Linked DNA regions of Anser cygnoides: region 1 is linked to region 2. Evidence: chromatin contacts called from public Hi-C data. All regions are on one chromosome and are shown on one strand. Each heading gives the region's core, a stretch centred on a gene start, on an enhancer-like site or on the middle of the called end of the contact. The rest is flanking DNA. Distances are from core to core; before and after follow the strand shown.

The links. A called contact is a pair of places that touch in the nucleus more often than the background predicts.
Region 1: a Hi-C map of granulosa cells shows a contact between it and region 2, with 1.6 times the contacts expected there. The contact joins the promoter of CCNL1 here to the promoter of GFM1 in region 2. A contact is called at or near these places in 2 of 7 Hi-C or Micro-C datasets (granulosa cells and liver).

Annotation. Positions count from the first base shown.
Region 1 is chr9:25,574,578-25,579,348 of Taihu_goose_T2T_genome, forward strand. It overlaps CCNL1 (cyclin L1), which reads left to right and starts at 2,180. Exons shown (of 11, transcript XM_067002730.1): 1 at 2,180-2,513; 2 at 2,714-2,788; 3 at 2,911-3,020. The coding sequence starts at 2,208. It overlaps LOC136791478 (a long non-coding RNA gene), which reads left to right. Exons shown (of 2, transcript XR_010833695.1): 2 at 176-1,131. It overlaps LOC125182277 (a long non-coding RNA gene), which reads right to left and starts at 2,741. Exons shown (of 2, transcript XR_010833694.1): 1 at 2,454-2,741; 2 at 1,171-1,354.
Region 2 is chr9:25,189,669-25,194,604 of Taihu_goose_T2T_genome, forward strand. GFM1 (G elongation factor mitochondrial 1) reads right to left here and starts at 2,159. Exons shown (of 18, transcript XM_048059517.2): 1 at 1,975-2,159; 2 at 1,353-1,505; 3 at 582-714; 4 at 170-374. The coding sequence starts at 2,034. It overlaps MLF1 (myeloid leukemia factor 1), which reads right to left. Exons shown (of 7, transcript XM_048059367.2): 7 at 3,160-4,936.

The DNA of each region.
Region 1 (4,771 bases), core at 930-3,429, 380 kb after region 2:
CTGGCAGCAGTGAATCGCTCTGGCTCTGCTCAGTTAAGGGTTAGACGGCAACCTGGCCCTGCCCTCTGGGGTTTGGGCAAACTTGTCCCTGTGCAAGCCCTCTGCTCCTGTCAGGTTTGCTCTTCCTCAGTAACCAGTGGGAAAAAAAAAAATATATATATATATATCTTTCCAGAGCACTCAGCCTGTCCCACAAGGTCACGACTGCATCGGCGAGCACTCCTGACGGACACAGCCCACACACAGGCACCAAACTGCCGTGGGTAGCTCTCAGACAGCGGATCCCGTGGGCACAGGGCTTTCCGCGTTGGGATATCCCTGCTGGAGCGCTGCCGCGGCCTCTTATCCTGCTCCACAACCCACAGCAGGCCGGTGAGGCGGCGTGGGGTGACGGATCAGGTGAGCTAGTGACCTGGCACCGGGGCCGCGGGAGGGGGGCTGCAGTGTGGCGCTTTGTGTGACATGGCCGCGCCCTGCCTGCCCTCAGAGCCGGCCGGGGACGGCCGGGGACACGGCCCCACAGCGGCCGCTCCCTGCCCCGCACGCAACATGGCGGCCCGCTGACGGCGCGGGGCGCTGCCAATCACACCGCGGGAGCCAATCAGGTTCCGAAGCTGCCCGCCGGGGGGGCGGGGCTTTCCTGGCAGTTCGCGTCTCCCTGCGGGCGGGTAGTCCCGGCCGGGTGCGCGGCCGCGGAGGGATACGGACGGGCAGGCGGGCGGGGCGCGGCGCGGCCGTTCCGAGAAGTGACGCGATAGCGGAAAGTACGCTTCCGCCGCCCCCGTGGCGGGCCGGCCGGGGAAGGGGCTGCTGCGGGGCGCTGAGGGGGCTCGGTGCCGGCAGCGCTGTGAGGGAGCGGCGGCTCGGGCTCCAGGAGGAGCCGGGGCCCGGCTGTGCCGCCTCTGTGCCGAGCTCTTCTGCCGAAACGGGGCTGGGCTCTGTAGAACCCCTGCTGTACCGATGGGGTGTGTGGGGGTGCGCCCCGGCTGCCCACCGCCCCCCTTGGGGCTTGCCAGAACTGTTTCTCAAGCAGCACACAATTGCAGTAGTAAACTACTACGGTAATAACAGCTTGCTAAAAAGGGGGTCGTTCCCCGCTCTTCAATAACCTGTTGCTAGAAATAAATGCATCATACACAGCGTGTCTGTAGTCAAGAGCTACCACACTGGTGCAGCTGGCAGAAATAACGTTTTTAGTAAGGAAAAGTGGGTGCAGATGGCGGCCCGCTGGCACCAAGGTCTGTGTGCGATGGGCTAGGTGCACAGCGAGCACCCACGGGACGCAGAAGCCTCCAGGACTGGCTTGGCGATGTGTTCAGCACGGCCGATAATCCGCAGGGATCCTCACCGGGATCTGTGGGGACATGAGATACCGGGGTGTGACAGCATGGGGGGCAGCGAGGGCTGGGCGGCTTCCCAAATCTGGGGTATGTGTGTGGGTGCCCAAATACTTGGTACGTGTGTGGGTACGCAACTCCGGGGTACGTGTGTGGATACCCAACTCTGGGGTACGTGCGTGTGTACCCAAATTCTGGGTATGTGTGTGGGTACCCAGCTCTGGGGTATGTGCGTGTGTACCCAAATTCTGGGTGCGTGTGTGGGTTCCCAACTCTGGGGTATGTGTGTGGGTTCCCAAATCCTGGGCATAGCCACGGCAGCCCGGTCAGTACCGCACACTCCCGCCTGTGGAAGGTAACACTGCAGGACTGCGCTCTCAGCCAGGAGTCGCGTGGCCCAGCTCACGTCAGCGCCGCACCACAGCAGTTGTGCGCTGTTACCCGACGTGGGGGTTGTTCTCCTGCCCGCATCCCTCAGGAACACCAAGCACCGTCAGCTGGGGCAGCTCAGGGCGAGCCGCTTCCAGTCACAACCCGCCCGCTGCGGTGTAAGGCGTGCGGAGAGGCGGCCGCCTTGACTCGCCCTTTGGTGCGGACGCAGGAATTTCACTTTTTAGGGCGATTTCTCCAAATTATCTGGAGCGTAAAGGAGTTCCTTACGGAGAACGGACAAGCTTGAAGGGGCCCCTTCACGCCACCCCCCCCCCCCCCCAAAAGTCTGTCAGGGCCGGGCGGGGCGGGGCGGCGGCGCGCGGGGGGACTTTTTTTTCCCGGCGTGCCCCGCGCGGACGCCGCGGGGTGCTGCGTCACGGCGCCGGGCCGCGCTAGTCTCTGCGTGGCCGGCCGCGGGTGCGGACGCGCGCCGCCATCATGGCCTCCGCCGCCGCGCTCCCGGCCCCCCCCGCCGCCGCCCCTGCCGCCGCCGTCGCCACAGCCGCCGCCCCGCCGGCCCCCTCCTGCTCCTCCGCCGCCGCCGCCGCCGCCCCGGGTATCCTGATCGGCGACCGGCTGTACTCGGAGGTGTCGCTGACCATCGACCACTCGCTGATCCCCGAGGAGCGCCTGTCGCCTACGCCGTCCATGCAGGACGGCCTGGACCTGCAGTGCGAGACCGACCTGCGCATCCTGGGCTGCGAGCTCATCCAGGCGGCCGGCATCCTCCTCCGCCTGCCGCAGGTCGGGGAGGGGGCTGAGCCGGGCCGGGCCGTGAGGAGGGGGGGGGGGCGGCCGCCATTGTGGCGCGGCGGGGCGGGGCGGGGGGGGGCGGCGGGTGCCCGGCACAAAATGGCGGCCGGGCGGGCTGAGGGCCTCCCTCAGTGACTGACTGACTGACTGACGGCCTCCCTCACTGACCCACCGCCGCTCCGTCTCCGCAGGTGGCCATGGCGACGGGGCAGGTGCTGTTTCATCGCTTCTTCTACTCCAAGTCCTTCGTCAAGCACAGCTTCGAGGTGAGCGCGGCGCGGCGCTGTGCCGCTCCCTGAAGGCCTTCAGGCCACGCTTCTCTTTAATTACCTAGCGTTAATTTTTTATCGCCGTTCAAATAACCCGGTGGAAATGGGCTTCCTTTCAGATTGTTGCGATGGCCTGCATCAATCTTGCGTCCAAAATCGAAGAGGCGCCTCGGCGTATAAGGGATGTGATCAACGTGTTCCATCACTTGCGCCAGCTAAGAGCAAAAAGGTAAGAGTAGTTTCCATCTCGGCACCAGCATCTTTCGTCACTAATGTGCGCTGCAGTTCTCAATCCACAGTATTTTTCCAGGCTAAGTTCAACGACCTAAAATTGAGAAAGGAGCGCGCATTGGCTGCTATGTAGGCAGTACAGCTCAGTGCTGACTACTTCTAACATTACTTTTGACTGTTTGGTAGAGCCTCTTTTATTATTTATTTAGCTACAAGTTTTTTGAGTATCAGTTGTAGTTTTAGGTCCGTGGTTGTAGTTTTAGGTATGCTATTAATTGATTTTTTTTGATGTCTCGTAGGTCTTGAAAGGTAGTGCTAGGTATGATGAGCCAATTAGTGGGTTGGTGCATATTCTCTAGTCTTTTAACAGTGTTCAGTAGTCCTAATGCTTTTCTTGTGGTAGCGTGTACCCACCCAAATGGGGTTATAGTGGCAATAAAGTACCAGTTTACAAAAGACGAAAGCTGAACTTCTCTCAGCGATAGCAGTATTACTTTTTAGAAGTAGCAGTTTTAGAATCTGAAGCAAGTATGGTTTGGCCTACAGTGTTTACAGCTTTAATGACTCGACTTCAACAAGGAATGTATAATTGAGCCTTGGAAGCTGAAGGCATCTTTAATTGCGAAAAGTGAGACTTCTGTTTTTTTATGGCATTGTGTGTTCGTGTCAGTCAGTAAAGTGGGAATGTGAGCTTACCTGATCTGTGTGCAGATCCGGATAATTTGTGTGTTCTAGTTGTAGAGCTGTTCTCAGCTGCTAGTGCCTAATACTGCTTTTTTGTGTGTAAAGTGATGTATGTTCTCATGTGTAAAGCAAATTAACACGGTGTGTTGGAGGTAGCAAGGAATGGTTGAAAGGAAGGAGTTACTGTTAAACGTAAGATATCTCTTAAATACGTGGTGCAGCAGTGTTACAGACAGGTTGGAGACTTCAGCTGTGCTGAAGTCGCTTTACTTTCAGTATCCGATCGCTTAGAACTCAGGGTAATTTATAGTTCTAGAGAGGTGGTCGTTTTCAACTAGATGTTTAAATTCACACTTTCACGTCTTGCTCAGTATTATCAACAGGAGCTCAAACTGAGTTGCGTTAACTTTTCAAAGCAGAGTAGAAATCCCTTAGGGAAGCCAGCTGTTTCTTGGTACGTTTATTTTGGTTGTGTTGGCTTCTAAAATGTCGGCTTTTACTGCCTCGTGCTCAAGTTCTGCTAGTTAGCTTCAGATACAAGAAGAATGGTCTAGTGTTGTACAATGAAAGGAACTTAGTTTTGTGGGTTGTTTTTTTTTGCTTTTCCTTTGAAGCTGTTGGCCCCGAGAGAGTTTTTTGAAGTTACACTGAAGGTGACTTCTGTAGTATTGTTTCTTAACTACAGTTGTGAGAAAGGAGTCTGGTTATTGGATTATTGAAGCTGGTTCAGAGATTCGTAATGTTTTGGCCTTGATCCAGGCGTTGAAGGTTAATTAATCATATGTAATGCTTTTCTTTGCAAGGAGAATACAAATTAGTTTTTTCTTTGTGCCATGCAAAGGATGAGAGAAACTGAACTTAACCTGTGAACTTAAATCTTTCCAGCTAGCCTGTTCCAAATCAGAATGTCACTTTTGCATGTTACATGGTGTCTAAAACGCATCATGTCGAGAGAAATCGTGCACTTCTACCCATTATTTTCTGGAGAAATGGGTATTGTTGCTGTGAGATTCTGAGTGAATCTGCATGAAATTAATCTAAAGATGCCGAAGTCTGACATTCAGG
Region 2 (4,936 bases), core at 909-3,408:
CAAAAGGGAGAGTTGTTATAGGTCAGAGTAAGATTTAACCTCGAGCCATGCATTATCTCCCAAAACGCGATTACAGACTCCACAAGAAAATGTTTTCAATATTTTTAGTATTAATCTGCTATGTGAATAGTTCAGAATTACTTCACAGGTAAGTTAAAGTGATAGATACCTCAACTGCTGGACTGCTCTGGCTGGACTAGAGCCCTGTCTGTCCAGTTTATTGATGAACGTTACAAACGGCACACCGTAACGTTTCATTTGCCTGTTCACGGTTATTGTCTGGCACTGAACTCCTCCAACAGCACAGAGAACCAGAATAGCTCCATCAAGAACTCTCAAAGATCTCTCTACTTCAATTGTGAAGTCTACGTGTCCTACATAACAACAATAAAAAAAAAGTTATTCATAGATGATAAAAAGTAGTAATGGTTTTCTCACAGCTGCAGAAAACAGCAACACCAATGAAATCGGTCTCCAGACATACCAAATCTCAAGGTCAGTCACTAATGAGCACAAAGATGGCACCATGTTTTTTATATACGAAGGAAGAGCAACCCTGAAGCATTCAGAACTGCCATTACCTGGCGTGTCTATGATGTTGATGTTGGTGTCCTTCCACATGGTGTACGTTGCTGCAGACTGGATCGTGATTCCACGTTGCCGCTCTAGCTCCATTGAATCCATGACAGCTCCAACTCCATCCTTACCTTTCACCTTAGCAACAAATAAATAAATAAAAATTATTCCAAGAGTTTACTGAGAATTCTACAGGAGCAGGAGTGATCCTTCATACAGTGAGCATCATCCTTCACGCAGCAATGAAAAGGAGATGTGAGAGAATCACTAATTCCTGAAGTGCAAAGAAGCTTGATTTTTTTGCAGCTTCATCTACTATGCCAGTGTTTTGCTCTCCTGAAGATCATCACCCTGAAAGAGGTTATCAAAAATCTGCCACAAATTAAGCTTCGCTGTTAATTTAATAAACTAATATATCTGAATGTAAAAACTATATCCTTATGTTCTCTCAGTTTCTCACAGCCTTCTCTGACAGTATTAAAAGAAACATGCATCTCCCATGGTATATTTACCAGAGATAGGGAGAAGTCTCGAAATATGATTTTAAGTATTCTGGAAGAGGGAGAACACTGCAGCAAATGAGGGATCACTTTGATTCCCTTCTTCTCCATTTATTTTTAAAGGGGCATCAAGGACAGCGTGCCCACCGGGTCTGTAGGCACAGCTCCCTGACCCCACACAGCAGGCTGCAGATGAACAAGTCTCAGCAGCGCTGCGATGGCACCCAACACAGCCCACAGAGAGCCACCCTGCTCTGGCATCCCCCGAAAACTGACCTCGTGCATTTGTGCTATCCTGCCAGTGTAGAAGAGGACTCGCTCCGTTAACGTTGTCTTCCCCGAGTCGATGTGGGCGGAGATGCCGATATTGCGGATCCTCTCGTTGGGAAGGATGCCTGAGGAGCATTGCCTACAGACGTTCAGGAGAAACTGGAAGAGAGGATCATTGCTGGTTTAGGGAAGAACAGATACAAACGCAGCTCAAAAAACTTCTGGTCAGCCTGCTCTTCTACAGCAAATTGCTCCCAGGCGGCCTTTCCGAGCATCCTGAAGCCCTCCAGAGCCCCCAGGAACCAGGCAGCCCCCCCAGGCCAAGGCCCGCCGCGTTGTCCTTTATCCCTATCCCCTTGATGGAGCCACTCCAGCTTTCCTCCGCCAGTCGGGCGCCTTCAGACCAACGAGGGACTTCTCGAGGTCGAATACAGACAACCCTTTTTTCCCAGAATTGCCACTTTTGGCCTCTTTTCCCCAATCCCCCTCCCGCCCCGTCACGGTGCGGCCCGGCGCAGGCCCGCTCCCCCTCAGCGCGTCCCCGCGGCCGGGCCCTGTCAGGGCGCTCCCCGGCCCCCGCCGCGGCCCCTCGCGAAATGGCGGCCGGTCCCCGCCCGTGCCCCGCTACCTGCCCGCGCCGCCGCTGCTGGCGGCCCCGCGCCGCCCCGGCCCGCAGCGCCCGGAGCATGGCCGCCGCCGCCCGCCGCCGCCTCAACGCGACGCTTCCGGAGCGCGGCGCATGCGGGGCCGGCGCCGCCGGGAGCCGGGAGCGGGGCCGGGGCTCGCTGCGTGCCCCCGGGATCGGGCGCCCCGGGGCCGCCTGAGGGGATTTCGCCTGCGCGCAGCCCTCGGCGAGCGCCGGCAAGGAGGAGGCCTGAGCGCTTCCTTGGGTAGCGCAAGGGTAAAAGCGCAGAAAGCGGGGGTGTTCAGATATCGCCGTTCCCACGTTTGCCGGAATTCTCGGTTTTAAACCGATGCTGAAGCTGCTCCCGCCTCCTCACCCTGCCCTTCTGCCCTCGCCTTGCACGGGCACGTTGGGGAGTAATGGGAGGTGCAAGGCGGCTCCTGCTTTTGGGGGGCTTTGACATGTAAATGTGAGACCCTAAAAAGAATACAACTCATCTTCCCCCCAAAAAACGATATTGACTCAGATGAAAATAAGGGCTACTTATACTAGGGAACCATGGCTGTAGACAGGCCTGGGTTATGGCATGTAAAGGCTCAGTGTGCACTTATGGGACTGTGATAACCAGCACCTCTCAGCCTGGGGACTTGGGAGACAGCAGTGACTGAGAGGGACAGGAGAGTTGGCCTGCTCTTTAAGGGCTTCTTGGGACTGAGCTTATTTTTAATACTTTATGAAAAAAACACACACTGGAACAGGCTCCCCAGTGAAGTAGTCACTGCACCAAGCGTGTCTGAATTTAAGAAGTGATCAGACTGTGCACTTAGTCACATGGTCTAAACTGGAAAGTAGCAGCTGGAAGAGATGACATTCTAACACTCAAATGATAGCTCAATGAAGTAATGTATATAGCAAATTTTATTTAAATATTTGAGAGTAGAGATACTTTTCTTTCCTGGTATAATCATAGTTAGTCTTTAATGTAAGAAACACTTGGCCCATGACCAAATGTTTTCTTGTTGCAAAGCTTTTTTTTTTTTGTTTGTAGTAAATGCATGTTTTTTTCTGGAAAGAGACCCATTTCCCTTGCTGTGTTGCTACTGATGTCACATGGAAGAATATTTTAGAGCAGCCCAAACTGAGTAATGCACAAATCATTGTGGTATAAAGTAAGCCAAACACTAAACATAAATAATAAATAACTCTTTATTAAAGAACTATAGTTTCAGATGTTCCTATGTAGAACAATTTCTCTTGCATAACATTAACATTGTTTTGCATAACAAAGTAGTCTATAATGACTATTAGCCCCTTTCTACTAAGATTTTTTATAACCCATGATGTTCTCATTTTCTCAATTGTTTATGTTCATCCATCCCAGTAAAGCATAGGCAAAAATACAAGCAGTCAGATGAATTCTGTCTTCTGTTAAATAGCAACATCTCTCAAAATTCAGATTTCTGCTGAAGTTACAACATATTGTTTTCTGCTGTTTATCATTAGGAAATTTAAGTGACATGCCTGAAAAATGCCTCTATGGCCTGATATTCTCACTTACATTAATTGCAAAATTGATGTCTTCAGTGAATGAAGGATCAGGCCCTAAGCTGTACTCTTACCTTCTGAAGAGAATAAAAGCATCCTTAGATTAAGGGTTCTGGCAGACATCCTCCGCAGGTATTATTACTGTGGTAGTACACATGGCTTTCTGCCTGTTTCCCTGTCAGAGATTTCAGCTCCCACAGCATCAGCAGCAGAAGGGATGTGCGCATGTCTGAGCTACAACACACGCTGCCTACTACAGTAAATCCTCTTACCTTGACTGCTGGTGGAACAGTGCAACAGCAAAAAATTATTGCTACTAGTATTTGCTCTAATAGAAATAAGGCCACTGTGTTAAACAAGCAGAGAAACTATTATTTTCTCATCAGTTCAAAAAAAGTACTTTTTTTTTTACACATTAATAAGCAACATTAAATAATCTGAGGAATCTGCAGAAAGATACAACCTAGACCATTTCTTTTAGCCATGAATATTAAACTTTTTAAACAATTTTAACATAGTGACTTTTTTGAAGGCTACACTATGTTTTAGCCTTGAAATATATGCTTTAGTGCTAATGCTAGAGTAAGTTTCTGTAGATACAACATTCTACAACATGGGATCAGAGTAACGAGACAGCACACAAACTTAACACTTCTAATACAGAGACACTTCCTGTTCTCAGTCAGTTTGCTTTCCTATAGAACACCAGACCCTTTCACCAAACGACAGTGAGAAAAGTGTCAAGGGAGGTCAAATGTTAGATGTAGGATCCTTCTACATCCACTAAATCAGGGTATGAAATAATATAAGAACTCATCTCAGCTGAGGGGGGAAATGGTTTCCTGCATGTAGGGATATAGCTTTTTAGAACAAGAAATGCTTTTTAGAACAAGAAATGGGATAATGAATGGTTGCACATTACTGAATCAATTCTCCCATGTTTTTCCAATTAGGAGCTGATAGTTACATCTGAGTTTCTTACGACACAGTGATTTTATTCTAGAGTAATGGAAAACCTCAATGGAGAACCTTCAAGAATGAAGAATAATGGGCTACCTCCAAAGGAAACATACAAAGGACCAGAAATATGAGATTAACAGGCTAGAGATGGAGATGAGAGATGCAAGTGCAGCTTATGAACGTAAGAATGCTGATAAACCTGATAAACACAATTTAAAAGTAGTATTTGTTATTTTAGTACTCCTCTCACTTTTTCATTTTAAAAATCAAGATGAATCTGGGGATTCTATACCAATTTAAAGTATGAATTTAAAGCTCTATATACAGTGGCTACAGGGTACTGAAATGGCTATTGATTGCTGTATCACCAGAACAAATTATTTTGGCCACAAAAAGTAAGAACAGAATTTGCTTTCTGTGCAAGTCGCACAATGCGGGGGGGAAAAAAACTTTAATTATC